Regions from separate parts of the Mus musculus genome. Here all the other regions are linked to region 3. A link is a contact called in public HiChIP or PLAC-seq, Micro-C and promoter capture Hi-C data. All regions are on one chromosome and are shown on one strand. The core of a region is the stretch at or near the end of the contact, and the rest is flanking DNA. Distances in the headings are between cores, read along the strand shown.

Evidence for each region. Promoter capture Hi-C pulls out the DNA fragments that hold promoters and counts their contacts. A called contact is a pair of places that touch in the nucleus more often than the background predicts. HiChIP or PLAC-seq counts read pairs in DNA pulled down with a chosen protein or histone mark.
Region 1: a contact with region 3 is called in a promoter capture Hi-C map of liver, with 6 times the contacts expected there. The contact joins the enhancer-like site here to the promoter of Ptprg in region 3. A contact is called at or near these places in 4 of 39 promoter capture datasets (cranial neural crest, hippocampal neurons, liver and 1 more) and 3 of 115 datasets of contacts at active chromatin or transcription factors (astrocytes, embryonic forebrain and embryonic limb bud).
Region 2: an H3K4me3 HiChIP or PLAC-seq map of forebrain shows a contact between it and region 3, with 7 times the contacts expected there. The contact joins the enhancer-like site here to the promoter of Ptprg in region 3. A contact is called at or near these places in 2 of 39 promoter capture datasets (hippocampal neurons and second pharyngeal arch cranial neural crest) and 6 of 115 datasets of contacts at active chromatin or transcription factors (astrocytes, embryonic forebrain, embryonic hindbrain and 3 more).
Region 4: a contact with region 3 is called in a Micro-C map of embryonic stem cells, with 11 times the contacts expected there. The contact joins the promoter of Cadps here to the promoter of Ptprg in region 3. A contact is called at or near these places in 1 of 39 promoter capture datasets (embryonic stem cells) and 1 of 484 Hi-C or Micro-C datasets (embryonic stem cells).

The regions. Positions count from the first base shown.
Region 1 is chr14:9,586,560-9,590,200 of GRCm38.p6, reverse strand. All of the region lies in intron 5 of Fhit (fragile histidine triad gene), which reads left to right. Among named protein-coding and RNA genes, the nearest start is that of Gm41096, 59 kb to the right of the region's middle. Within about 2 kb of position 1,375, at least 2 of the 459 cell types and tissues checked have an H3K27ac peak or open chromatin away from gene starts, as enhancers often do. A contact at or near this core is called in liver, where this site is marked.
Region 2 is chr14:9,640,809-9,644,419 of GRCm38.p6, reverse strand. All of the region lies in intron 5 of Fhit (fragile histidine triad gene), which reads left to right. Among named protein-coding and RNA genes, the nearest start is that of Gm41096, 110 kb to the right of the region's middle. Within about 2 kb of position 2,094, at least 6 of the 459 cell types and tissues checked have an H3K27ac peak or open chromatin away from gene starts, as enhancers often do. A contact at or near this core is called in forebrain, where this site is marked.
Region 3 is chr14:11,551,473-11,554,972 of GRCm38.p6, reverse strand. Ptprg (protein tyrosine phosphatase, receptor type, G) reads right to left here and starts at 1,420. Exons shown (of 30, transcript NM_008981.3): 1 at 641-1,420. The coding sequence starts at 725.
Region 4 is chr14:12,821,674-12,824,852 of GRCm38.p6, reverse strand. It overlaps Cadps (Ca2+-dependent secretion activator), which reads left to right and starts at 1,774. Exons shown (of 31, transcript NM_001042617.1): 1 at 1,774-2,549. The coding sequence starts at 2,115.

The DNA.
Region 1 (3,641 bases), core at 126-2,625, 2.0 Mb after region 3:
GTCTATGACCCTTTTGGGGTCATATATCAGATATCCTGCAGATCAGACATTTACATCGCTATCCTTTAACAGTAGCAACATTTTACTTATGAAGAAGCAATGAAATAATTTTATGGTTGTGTGGTCACCACAACATGAGGAACTTTACGAAAGGGTCACAGCGCCAGGAAGGCTGAGAACCATTACTATATATGAAAATGCTTCATTGGGCATAGTCAGATGTTAAATGCATCTGTGTTATTCATGTGGTTAAATGCATTTGCTGTATAGTTATGAGGGCTGGAGGTCAAACTTTAGCACCCAACAACAAATATACCTGTAATGCCAGATACCAGGGATACAGGGATAGGAAGTTCACTGGGGTTCTGCACCTCCTAGCCTAGCTGAGAAAACATAGATCCCAGGTTCAGAGAAAGACCTTACCATAAAGAAATAGGTAGAGAGTGATACAGGATAGTGCATGGTTACTCTTTCCTCTAGACATTACATATTGCCATCTTAGGCTTTACCTCTGGTAGCCATGGCAACAAGAGCAGAACAACAGAATGGTAGCAATGCCTACTGTAACAGTATTGGAGCTATTGACACTTCTTGATAGATGAAGGAGGGAGATCTTTTCTGAGATCCCAGATGCTACTCTTCCACCCTTTCCCTCGCTGCAAGCTCTTTGCTGGTGCCCAAGTAAACAAAAAGGAAAGGGTTAATTAAAAGTGGGACCCAGTGGTATAACTTCCATGAGGTTTCCAACCATGATAGGGTAAGATTGGGATGCTACAGCTTTTCCAGTGTTATCCACACGCCTGTGACCTTTCATGTGATCTCTGTTAACAAACTCAATAAAGCCACTGGTCTTACCAAGTTGGACTCTGGTCTAATTGAACTTTGGTCTGCTTGTTAGTTACCATGTGGAGTAAGTGGACATTTGCTTGCATGCCTAAGGAAAAGGTGACACAGCAAAGGAGAGCATCTGACACACTTATAGTCTCTGTACATATAGCTGCACACATGTGTGCAGATCCTTATATAGATGCATACATGCTTTATTTAGGCAACTAATTCATTTAAAAGTGCTTCACTAGCGATATTTCACTCTATCATGAATGCTTAGAAAATGTTAGGTATTGTTAAAAAAAAAACCCAGCAGAATATAGAAGCACCATGCTATAGTTCAAACACATAGTATAAGGTGATATCTCTCTACCTTTACTTCATCATCTGAAAAGGAAGATTTAAGCACCATGGGGCAGTTAGTTCAAACTGGAGGCTGGAGACTTGACACAAGCCAGGGTCATGTGAGAAGAGGTGAACCTTAGTTGAGAAAATGTTTCCAATAAACTGACCTGTAGTCAACTCTGTTTTCTTGATTAATGACTGATGCGGCAAGGCTTGGCCTGGTGTGGTGTGGGTGATGTCACCCTGGAACACATGGTTTTGGGTGGCCCAAGAGTAAACTGGGTGAATCCTGGGGGAAAGCCATTACAAAGCATTCGACCATGGTCTCTGCTTTAGTTCCTGTCAACAGGTTCCTGTCCTGCCTGTGTTTCTTCTGATGATGGACAGTTATCTGAAAGCCACCTAAGCCCTTTCCTCTCCACATTGCTTTGGTCATGTTGTTTTATGACAGTAAGAGAAACCCCAAACCATCTTTCTTGTAGCAGCACAGTGGATCTGGCACCCAGCACAGTAGCAGGTATAAAGCAGGTGCTCTATTAATTGCAATAAAAAAAGAACAACATAGTCATGCCATATTATTCTGGAGCAAGCGACAACCCTTTGATGTTCACTTCTCTAGAGAAAGGACTCAGAACCGGACCAAGGACACTTCTCCCTTAGCCAGAACAGCAGGCCATTTTCCATAGAGCACCATTTACTGCTGGTGATTTTGCTGCCTTTTGGCTGAAAGACCCAGTCCTGCATTTAACTTCTTTTGTAAGTAGATGGGTTGTCTGTGCACTCAAAGGCCAAACTAACCATTTGCCAAGTGAAAGGACAGTTAATCACTGGGCTTTTTTTGCCTCTGGAATGCCAAAAATCAGTTTGCCCAACCTGAGAATATTTGATTTTGGCATCAGGTTAGCCACAATCTGATAACCAATTAGGAGTACTTGCAGATTTGGACTAACACTTTGGCTACCAGGCTTCTGTCTAATGTCGATGAACTGGAATCCATTATTGCTGATGTCAAAATAGCTTGGCAATGAATTGCTCTTTCAATACCCTGTGCCTGTTTTCTATGCAAATAGCGATCAGATTTACGGAACCTTCAGAGTACAGTCTTAGTTTAGAAATCAACGTAAACAAGTGGACTCAAAGGTTATCAAATGTGTAAAGTGCATGAAATTATTTTGTGATTGCAGCGTGTTATTAACATCTAGACTAGGGGTCCTCTGCTTCAGAAATAGGACCTAAAGCAAAATTGTAGAACAGAGAGCATGGTGGTGAATATCTCACAGACATAAAACTTTTATGACAGAGAAGTTTTTATTAAGGACAGCGCCCTGTGTGGAGTGTTCTATTCAAAATAGAAGTCATGGAACATTTAGAAAAGGGACAATGGATTCCAGGTGTCTAAGCCAAGACTGACCTGCAGAGTTGTCACCGCGACAAAGAATGTATGTGTACTACATCCCATGGAGGTTCTTGTAATGGGAACAGATTTTTGTCCTGAAGCCTTACACTCTCTCCTGGGGCCCATAAACGCTCACTTTTGGTTCCCTTCAGAGTCTGTTCTGTAGTCTACTAACTTTTTAATCACTAGTGGGTACCTGTAATCCCATGCCTAAAAGAAAAATATATTTGTAGATGTTCTACATCTAAGCAAATAATAATTCCAAAGTTCTAATCTTTTTTTTCCTCAAACATTGTGTTATCCTCCACCCTGCCTCTCATGAGCACAGCTCTGTATTCCTTTTGTAATTTTAATATAGTTTCAGGCATATTTATTTTTAACTTCATACAAAATAAGGATCATGTTGTATCTTTTCTTTGAAGAACTATTAATATTTCCTAAATGTTATGTTAAGATTTGTCTGTATAGGTTATATGTCACTATCAGATATTTGGTTTGCTAACTTTATAATACTTTATATTAATATTCTATATATTTGAATATATCACACTCTTTATCTCTGCTAATGGGAATCAATGCTTTGCATGCCCCTAGTTAAACACTTTTAAACTTATTTTTATTCATTTAGATTTTTCTCTGTGTATGTATGTACAGGCACATGGATGTCAGAGGACACATGGGAGTTGATTCTCTCCTTCCACCATATGAGTTGTGGGGATTGAATTTCTATCATTAACCTTAGAAGCAGGTATCTTTACCTGATGAGCCATGTGGCTGGCTTGCCCATGTTATTTTAATTAGATATTGAATATTTTCATACATGTCTTAAATGTATGCAGTAATTTCTATTAGGTATATTCCTGGTTGTGAAATTGGTGGATTATAGGCTATCTGATGTTAATATTGAACAGTAGTTTCAAAGTAGTTTATGAAGAGGCTTATCACATGTATACATTTACCATTAATGTCAGAGTGACCATATGGGTTCATATCCTCCTACAGTATGAACAAGTGTAGTTATAACTTAAATTCACCAACAGCTGAAGATGATATTTTTATATTAACCCTTAGG
Region 2 (3,611 bases), core at 845-3,344, 1.9 Mb after region 3:
TTTGAGGGTAGATGCATCCTGAACTCATTGTAAATTTTATTTAATTAATGCTTTGAGGATTAACAGCAAAGCAGACCTTGCAGCCCGGAATATAAAGCTTCTGGGATTACCCAGAAAGTGATTTTCCCCAGAAAGGATGTCCCCATTAATAATTAATGCCAGGCGTTTTCATAAATGTCAGATTCCCACTGCAAGCAGCAACTTGACCCTCAGTAATAAACCATTTAAGATTCATTAAAGAGAAGCATCATTCTTAAACTGCTTGCCATGGCACGTGAGCTCATCCATAATGTAAAATGTTGGCATTAGTTGTGTTAAAAAAAAAAAAAAACAAAAAAAGCCAGCACGTGGCTTTCAGCAGGTGGCTGGAGTTATCTAGAGACCGCTTACTTCTTGCTTCCCTGTAAGGTGAGGTCTGGCATCCTTTGCCTCTGTCCTGGGTCAAATGATTTTGAAAGCAGAGGGGAGCCTCAGAGGAGATCCCGCTTAGATGCACCAACATCACTGGCTTATGGAGCTTCGAGATTCTCTGACTCAGAGCACCAGCCAGTACATTGTCAGGTGTGCAACCGCAGTATGACTGGCTTCTACCCACTGGTGGAATCCCACCTACCAGACTCCCACTCCCAATTGCGACAATAAAAAACATACGAACAATTCATATGTCCTTAGGGACAGAGTCTCAGGGGAATTTACCAGAGTGCATTCACTAAGACTCTCCCGTCACACAAGTGCCTGAGGCTGTGGTCATTCAGAATCTTAGATTATCGCTTTCAGTCACAGCTGTCCACAGGGCCAAAGACATTTTGCTTTTCAATCAGGTCAGGGATAGTAGCATAAGGATTCAAAAGTAGATATCACAGTGGCAATAGTGTGCCATTAAAACCAGTCCTGGTGATCTGCTTTGCAATGTCCCCAAGCTGCTGTGTAGTTGTCCCCATGTGCAAATGGCCATTTCCTTCTCACCATATTCATGGTGGCTAGTGCTGTGGGCAACCACTGTTGTCCTGACTTTTTGATGACTCTAGTGAATGACCAAGACCTTTTCCTCCCTACCCTCCCTCCCTCCCTCCCTCCCTCCCTCCCTCCCTCCCTCCTTTCTTTCTTTCTTTGTTTTTCTCTCTCTTCTTTTTCTTAACCAGAAAATAGTATGGTACCCAAGGAAAACTATTCTCACAATTGTCAAAAGTCTGAAAACAAGTCACCGAAGTTTTTCTTAATAATCAACATAGGATTGGTTTTAAAAAAATACACTTTTAATTTTGTCTGCATACAGGATGCCCCATGCTGTCTGAAATAAATGAGAAAAAATGGATAGAATAAACATGGAGCTCTCTGGAAAGTCACTTGGTCTAACACAGGCAGAGACCAGTCTGGCTTGTGATCTGCCTCCTTTCCGTTCGTAAATAGAATCAACAAGAGCAGTTATATCACAGCCACAAGGTATTTGGTATTCTCAGGGTAGATTGAATGGGACATAAGGGGAGCAGTGTCCTTACGGTTGTCCAGGCTGTGTGACAGCTGACGGGACATAGCCCACACCTCAGGGAGAGCATGAGATGGATTGGTTATTGGAGAAGCAGACTGGAGTGTATGTGCTGACGTCATCTAGTGATAACAGTCCCACTTTTCCTGTGTACAATCACACTCTGGCCTGATAGCAGATCATGGTAAGTAGGAGTCCTTTCTAGTATTGCACTTTGAAGAGGCCTGTTTTAAATAAACCAGCCAAACCGTGGGTTCAGGAATCAGCAAGCAAAGAGCCTGCTTGGCTCACAACCTGTGTAAGACTTATTAATTCAGAGAGTAGAAAGCCTACATGTGCTAATTACCAAAACTACTAATTAGCTTTAATTATAAGCTTGGAAGGAAGTTTAAGTGTGTTGCATTTGATAGGACTGTTGACCTTTTCAGTGTATTTTGGGGGAGGGTTGAGAAGCAGAAAGAAGGTGTTATGAAATTCATCAGAGAGCAATTAATTTAGGTCTTCTGATGAATGTGCTATAAATTAACACATCTGTGCACATCAGTCCATAAGGGTGCTTTAATAGAGTCTTCCCAGTACCAACTCCCAGTGCCTCATCCGGCCAAAAAGAGATTCTCATTTCCTACGTAAAATCTTATTCTGCTACTGTTGCTAAGCAAAGTGACAGGCTGGGCACAGCTCGATGGATGCTTTTATATGTAAATCATAGCTCAGACAAGAGCAGACTTTGACTGATTCTGGAGGGTCACTGAGAGAACCTGTCCTTGCAGACATTTGATGAGATGCTTAGAAATCTATTTCATGCCAAGGTCTGGCAATACTGTCCTGTCAGCCTCTCATCCTGTCATAGTTTCAGTGTCCCTGAGCCTTCCTGGCCAGAGGTTTGAGACATCCCTTTCATGTGGCAGGGATGCTCCATACTGTCTTCTTGCAGCAAGACAGCTTCACGTCTGATATTCCCAGGAACACAAATGACAGGTTTCTAGGATGGGCTTCATAGCCTCTGCATCACTAATGACACCCTTGCTTCCAAAAGCATGTCACAAGCTCATAAATGACATCTGAAGCCAGAGCTAACCAGGCAGCTTGTGGTTGCCTGCTGGAACTGCTGAACTCTGAGCCCCTTTCCTCTAGATCTGAAGGATCTTTGGTTTGGTTCGAATCTCTAGGAACTGACATATGCCCTAGTAACGACCAGAGGGATCTCATATAATATAATAAAAAACCATGATCAACATGGAATAATCTCTGCTTAGCCAGCACACACTTGCCTACAAGACAAGGGGTTAGCTCTGGCAAAGGAGTGGGGAAACAGAGTAAAAAGTTTTGTGGGCTCAGAGATGAGATCCCTAAGAAGGGAGTCATAAAGACAAGTAAAAAGATCTGCCTTCTTCTCATTCTGAAAACAAGGCAAACAAAAGAGCCTGTAGGACATCCTGCCCTAGATACAACCCCTTCTTATTAAGTCAGGGTAGTCACACTGCCCTAGATACAACCCCTTCTTATTAAGTCAGGGTAGTTACACTGCCCTAGATACAACCCCTTCTTCTTAAGTCAGGGTAGTTACACTGCTCTAGATACAACCCCTTCTTCTTAAGTCAGGGTAGTTACACTGCCCTAGATACAACCCCTTCTTATTAAGTCAGGGTAGTTAGAGTGCCCTAGATGCAAACCCTTCTTATTAAGTCAGGGTAGTCACACTTCCCCAGATGCAAGCCCTTTTTATTGAGTCAGGGTAATCAAACTGCCCCAGATGCAAGCCCTTTTTATTGAGTCAGGGTAATCACACTGCCCCAGATGCAAGCCCTTACTAAGTCAGGGTAGTCACACTGCCCCGGATGCAAGCCCTTACTAAGTCAGGGTAGTCACACTGCCCCGGATGCAAGCCCTTCCTATTAAGTCAGGGTAATCAGAGTGCTGGCTAAACTTTTGTTCAGATGTTGAACTCCAGTGGTGATGAAATTTCATGATAAGAATTCATGTTTCCCAACTTTAAAACAGGATGGTATGATTGGATGAGAGCAAGAACCAAATGGAGTAAGCTGTAGGAATTTATCCTCTCCCAGGTCCACAGGCTGTGAATGTTAGGTCCAGCTGTCATTAGAGTTTGATGTTAATAAAGGTT
Region 3 (3,500 bases), core at 171-2,670:
GAGCTGCCTCCCGCTTGCACTGAGGCGTAGCCCGCACCTCAGCCGGGAGCAAGGCTGAAAGGAGGCGGCCCGGCGACTACAACGCGGGCTGCTCCCCACATCCTGACTTCTCTGCAGCCAGCCTCCGCCTTCCATCCCCAAACGCCGCCCTCCCCCCTACAAAGGGTCGGAGGGATGCAAAGTGAGCCACGATTATGAGCTCCTTCTATCCCCGCAGAAGCAACGGGAGCACCCCATATTACTCAAACCAACAGAGCATCCTTCCCACAGCCAATCTCCCCAGACATCCTATCGTGCAACTATAGCCCTCCGGATCAGCTCCGGATCAGCAAAGCAAGTCGCCTTCCCCCGCCCTCCCATACTCCAGATGCTTCAAGCTTCCCAAGCCACAGTCAGAGCACATCTCTGAGTCCCCAACCCTCCCTTCCAGCCCGCCACTGCTTCTGCCCTCTCTGACCATCAGCCTCCTAGAACACTGCCGGAGCCAATGAAGCAGAGCTCTCTTTCCTCCTCGGTAGCCCGGCCCCCCTTCACCCTCTCCGCGGTCCCTAGACTGGCGCCCAAGCTCCGCGCCCCGGCGACAACTCCGCATACCCCGCGCGCCGGCCAGAGACGCGTCCCATCGGCGGCCCTCACTCACCCGGGAAGCACACCACATAATGAAGCACAGAACTGGTGATTTTCAGGAACAAAATCCACCAACACGGTTCCAGTAACCTCCGCATGTCCGAAAACGCACATCGAAAAGAGAAAGGCAGGGGGGGTAAACTTGTTGAATAAGTTCTTGCTTCCGAGCGAGGCTCCGCTAAGCCTGGAGGCTTTCACGGCTCGCCCGCCACACGGGGCCCCCCACACTCGGCCACCGGTCCCGCTGGAATCCGGGAAGCTGCCAAGCGCTCCCGAGAAAACCTCAAAAAGTGACCGGGAATGCAAAGCCAAGCTAGGGACGATCCTCTCGGAGGAGAAGGGCTGCTTTCCGCTCAGACACGATCCAGCCGACAGGCAGGGCGAGGAGAAGACGCACGGCGGCAGAGCCCGGGGCCCGGAGCAGGCAGGGACCGCGGGTGGCGGTGGCTAGCAGCGGAAGAGCCCCAAGTTGAGTCGGCAGCGCAGCGCAGCCCGAGAACCAGCGGGCGACGGCGGGGCTGTGCGCGGCGCGGCGGCTCCGGGCTTCAGGCGGGCAGCTCCTTCCAGGGCCCCGGCAAGGAAGGAGGCATGTCTGCGAGCCTGGAAAGGGAGGGAAGCGGCGGGGCGGAGCGCAGAGCCCCCCAAAACACAAACGGCCAGTGGAGCGCAGGGAAACACAAAGGATCTCAGAGGGGCGCCGGGGCGAGGGCGCCTTCAGTCCATGCTCCTGAAAGTTGTGGCTCCGGCGCAGGCTGGGGAGGAACCGAGAGCGCGGGGCTGGAAACTGGCCATGCCTCCATACAGGAAGTAACATGTGAGCATGGATCCTGGCAGAGACTTTAAAGCCGGCGAGCGGGCGAGCGAGCGAGCTGGGGGCGCGCGGCGGCGGGGGCGCGCAAGCACGGGCGCGCGGTGACGCGCATCCCCGAGCTGCCGCCGGCGGGGGCGCGCGTCTCTTAAAGCGGCCGTGCTGGGCTCCGGCTTCCAAGGACTTGCACTACTCTCCTCTCCAGGCGTGCCTAGGGCTATGGGTGTGCGTTTAGGGGAGCTGGTAACCCTGAAGACAGGGAAGAGACCAGCTGCCATCCAGGGTCGGCATGGCTTTGCTCCATTTTCGAGTTCTTAAAGACGAAGTACGGATTCGGAGAGATCCCTGACCTCGTTCATGGATCCGGAACTTGGGGGAGGGGGAAAGGGTGGTCTGGTTGGAATCTGGGGGAGAGGAAAGGACCAGCAGCTACATTTTCATGGAGAGGGGACTTCCGTAAGGCCTCACCACCTGGACGGTGTCTTGACGGGGTGCACCTCCAGCGTCCCTCTCCTGCTGCGTTCCCGGGCTAAGAGACAAAGCCCAGCGGCCTTTGCACTCAGGTTTCATTGAGGTTTTTTTGTTGTTGTTGTTTCCCCTTCCCCCTTTCCGAGCTTCCATTGTTCGAATCTACCTCTGGGAGATAGGGAAAGGGACGGGAGTCCATCCCAGGCTAGCAAAATCCAGCTCCAGGCCCACATCGGCTTTTCCCAAACCACGAAGGTCTGTCGTGGACTTTTCCCCAAACTACGAAGGTCTGTCGCGGAGTTTTCCCAACCCCCGGATTCGGGAAGAAGGTGGCTGCAACTTGGCCTGGTTAGGCAGAGGGCAAATGAAGTGCGCCTCTCACCCGGGGCAGGGGAAAGCAGCACCCCGGGGCAGGACTGGTTTCCCGCAGCCGTCCTAGGAGACACGGCTTAAGTAAACTACAGGGAGAGGCATCCGGGGGAAATGCAAGGGCTAGGTTTATCTGTAATGAGTTTTGTCCCTTGGCTCTCACAGAGATCTTTATCGCTTGGGCTTTTCAGCAACCTATTTTTTCCTCCTACGTTGGTGCTAAAAGAGGGGAGGCAGGTTTTGGTTTGGGTTTTTTTTTTCCATCAAATTTGTAATTGAGCCAACGTAATTAGCCATTTGTATTTTTTTCATAGTTGTTCTGCCACTCTATGAAAAGGATATGGACATATTTTTAAAGTGTCCCCTTGCCGTTTCATCGCAACGCGGCACTGTCCCACACCCACCCAAACATCTCAACCGGATGTTCTTTCGGTTTTCAAATACTATACAGATGCTCTGAGAGTCTGTGGCATTGTTTAGGAAAGCAGTCTCGCACCCACAATTCCAAAGGAAAAACCTCTGAAAAGTTTGGGGTGCAAAACTAGTAAATGCCAGGAAGTTCCTGGAACGGGCCCCCAGATCTATCTTTAGCCAAACCCCGCAAACACCCTTCCCGTGCTAGGCAATGAGGCCAATCTGTTTGCTTTGGAATTTGACACTTCCTGGTTTTGTTGCACTCGAGGGTCGCTCTTGAGTGCTCATGATGACCAGTTCCCTTGAAAAATGGGTTGGAGGGATGGATATCCCAGTGCCAGTCAGAGCGGGATACGTTAAAATGACCCTAGCACAAATGACTGCCTCCTTCGAGGTGACTCCGTATTTTAACACTCAGTCGGTAGGACTTGAATCACACAGAGGTCGGCGACATCATAAGTGTTGCCTGTTGGGCAACCCTGAATTCTTTCTATACTCTGTTTGCTGGTTCAACAAATGAACTGCACATCCACTCTGTGCTGGGTATAATAAGGGCAAGCCAGCCTGTCTGCCTCACCTAGGGAAAGTCAATGGAGGGGTGGTTGAGAAGACATTAAGTGTGAAATGCAAAGAAGGAACGCCAGTACCCCAGTTGTTCAATATGGAGAGTGAATGACCATGCCTCTTACAGTGTATGGGACCCCATGCCTGTTAGTCTCTCTGGGCTGGTGCCTGTCCTGGGACGCCAGGCTGACATTTACCACAAAATGGTATTAAAAGCACACATCAAGCTCCATCAGCTCCCTCCAAATCT
Region 4 (3,179 bases), core at 525-3,024, 1.3 Mb before region 3:
CCACTTCAACCTACAATATCCATTCCCCATGTTCCCTCTTGAAAGTTTCATTCTCTTATTTGATAATATAGTTCACTATATCCCAATTTGCTTTATTCATGAGAACCTTTTTCCATTTACAAACCTAGATTTGTTGACATTATGTTCGAAATAAACGTGCCGCACTTCTTTGTGTCTCCCAAAGGAGAATATACTCTTGTGAGAATCTTCTGAATGTTCCATGTCCAGAAGCACTTAGAGCAGTTCATTAACAAAAAAAAAAAAAAACAACCAAAAACCAAAAACCAAAAAACAAAAAAAAAACCAAAACAACAACAACAACAACAAAAAGCTTACTAACAGCTGTTGATCCACTGACTGGATTACCATAGTTTTCTGCTCCAGACAAACTGGTAAACATGTTTTATTTCCTCAGAAGAGTTTAATAGAACTGGTAGACTGTCAAAGTTTTCACACTGTTCAATTTTAAAATGTTAAATGAATTTTAAAAAGTGGGCCATTAAAAAATAAAGGCCATAAAAGCTTTATCTTTTATGTATGATAAAAACCAAATACTAGCAGTGAATATATTACTTAATTCAAAAAATGAAGAGAAATTTTTGGAGTGAAGTACAGATACATTTTGCTTTGAGTTCATTCACATATTTAATCAGGTTTACCAGAAAGCTTATAGTAAAACTCGTGGTAGATTGTAAAACACAGAACAACAGTTGTTATTTAAAATTTAAAGTCATGCTACTCATTTATAAAAAGCAGCTGATAAGGGAATTAGAAAATATGCGAGCATACAAGCTGAAGACTAGGTCTTTAACTGGTTTTCTGATGCATCTAAATTCTCTGGTTAGGTTCAGCACGCTGGCCAGCTCCCCCGTGCCTTCTGGTCCCTGTTGGCTTAAGAAAGGAAGGATTCCAGAATAAAGGCATCATCTGTATTAATAATGACATCATTTATATTAATAATGACAATTCCACAACTCAAAGTAAAGACAGTGTAACAGAGACAGTAAATTCGAAATTGCTGCTGCCGAGTTTGGGGGGTGTCTGATTTGGTGTGTGTGGTTCCTGTTCCTTCCCTCAGATCTTCATGGAGGAAGGAAGGGCTGAACAGCCAGAAACCTGGCAAGGTTCAGCAGAAAATACACGGACTTCTAGAGACTGAAAAAAGCTTCACTGACTTGGAGTTGGGGACGTTTGATTTCTACTTAAATAGCCGAACTTCATGATCCATACATTAATTCACTCTGATTTGATGCATTTGTATTTTACAGTGGTATTGATTGTTGGAATAGAGGTTTACACAGATGGAAAAAAAAAAAAAAACACACACTGCCTCCCCTTCCCACTGCTCCCTCCCAGCCACCACACCCCAGTTGAGAAGTCTGAAGGTAACATCTCACTGAATTCCTCTTTCTGTGACCTTTGGACGCCTGCAGAAAGCCTGGTTTTTGCTGGTCAGAAGCTACCATTGGCTTCTTTATTTTCCCTCCCCACCCCTGGAGGGAAAAAAAAAAACTTTTTGTCCCCGGGAGGGGAAAAGAGGACGAGGTAAAGAGAAGTGGTCTAAATAGGACAGGGGGCAAGGAAGACTGGGGGGCATGAGGGTCAAAAGTAGTGAAGCTCTTTTGGGGCGCACCGCACTTCCCCCCTCTAGGCCTTTGCAGTCGCCCTCTCCGCCGCGGACACTGGAGAGTTAAGCCAATAAACACGTAAGCGCCGCTCGCTCCCCAATCGGCAAGATGCCTCTCCTGCTCTTGGCTGCATCGACAGCTTGCAACACTCGGCATCTTTTCTGGAGGCGCCTTCTTCAGCGGCTGCAGATGGCATCCGGCTGCGGGCTCCGGGCTCGCAATTGATTCTCGCCCTTGCCCACCTCGGGTGCACACACGCACCTCTCCCTTCTCCTCCTCCCCTCGCGCTCCTGGGTCTGCGCTCAGCTCGCGCTCGCCGGGCGGAGGAAGCAGTCGCGGCGGCCGAAGCTGAGCAGCAGCGCTCGCTCTCCCTGACCTAGGAAGAAGCGCCTACCCGGACAGCCGACCCTTGGCTGCCTCCAGCGCCCCCCACCTTTTGCACCCCAAGGCGGGGGCTCCGGGGACCCCCCTCTCCCAGGCGCTACCATGCTGGACCCTTCGTCCAGCGAAGAGGAGTCAGATGAGATCCTGGAAGAGGAGAGGGGCAAGGATGTGCTGGGCTCGGCCGCGTCTGGAGCGCGCCTGTCTCCCAGCCGCACCAGCGAGGGCTCGGCAGGCAGCGCCGGGATGGGGGGCAGTGGCGCCGGGGCCGGGGTGGGCGCCGGCGGCGGTGGGGGTAGCGGCGCGAGCAGCGGCGGCGGGGCCGGGGGGCTGCAGCCCAGCAGCCGCGCCGGCGGCGGCCGGCCTTCCAGCCCTAGCCCGTCGGTGGTGAGCGAGAAGGAGAAGGAAGAGTTGGAGAGGCTGCAGAAGGAGGAGGAAGAGAGGAAGAAGAGGCTGCAGCTGTACGTGTTCGTGATGCGCTGCATCGCCTACCCCTTCAACGCCAAGCAGCCCACCGACATGGCTCGGCGGCAGCAGAAGGTAGGTGCGCCGCGAGGCCGGGGAGCGGCGCCTTATTGTCGCCCGGCAAGCGGGCGGGGCGAACAATAGGAACCCGCGGCGCAGCTGGCTAGGAGGAGCTGGGGAAGGTGAAGACCGCGCCCTGGGATTAGGGGCCCCGTCTTGCCACCGCCCAGCTTGACTCGGGAGATGTCCCTGGGATGTGACAGGGGCCTACGGCACAGGGCTGCGCGCACGGGCCTCCCTGTGGGGGGAGCCAGGCGGGAAAGTCCCGCTCGCTCTGTGACCTAAGTGGCGCGGGAAGTGACTTGCAGCTGGCAGCTCTCACAGAGGCCTTGTCTCTTTCGGAGCTCCCTGCGCTCCCGAGTGGCGGCGGCTGCGTTGCGCTCTGGCCCGCCCTCCGGGGCGTGCACTAGGCGGGCGCAGGCTCCTGGCAGGTCAGGGCGCGGGTGTGGAGCTCTAGCATCGCTGGACTCTTGGGGCAGCGGGCAGCCGCAGGGGCACGCAGGGGAGAAAAAAAAAAAAGCCAGCCCAGGAAGCGAGTTTTCCAGTGACTTAGCCAAGGGCGCCCCCTCCCAACCTGGTCAGCTGATCGCCACCTAGGGTAACCTAGGGGTCGTCCTGCAGCAGCGTTTTCCTCTTGCCAGTAGT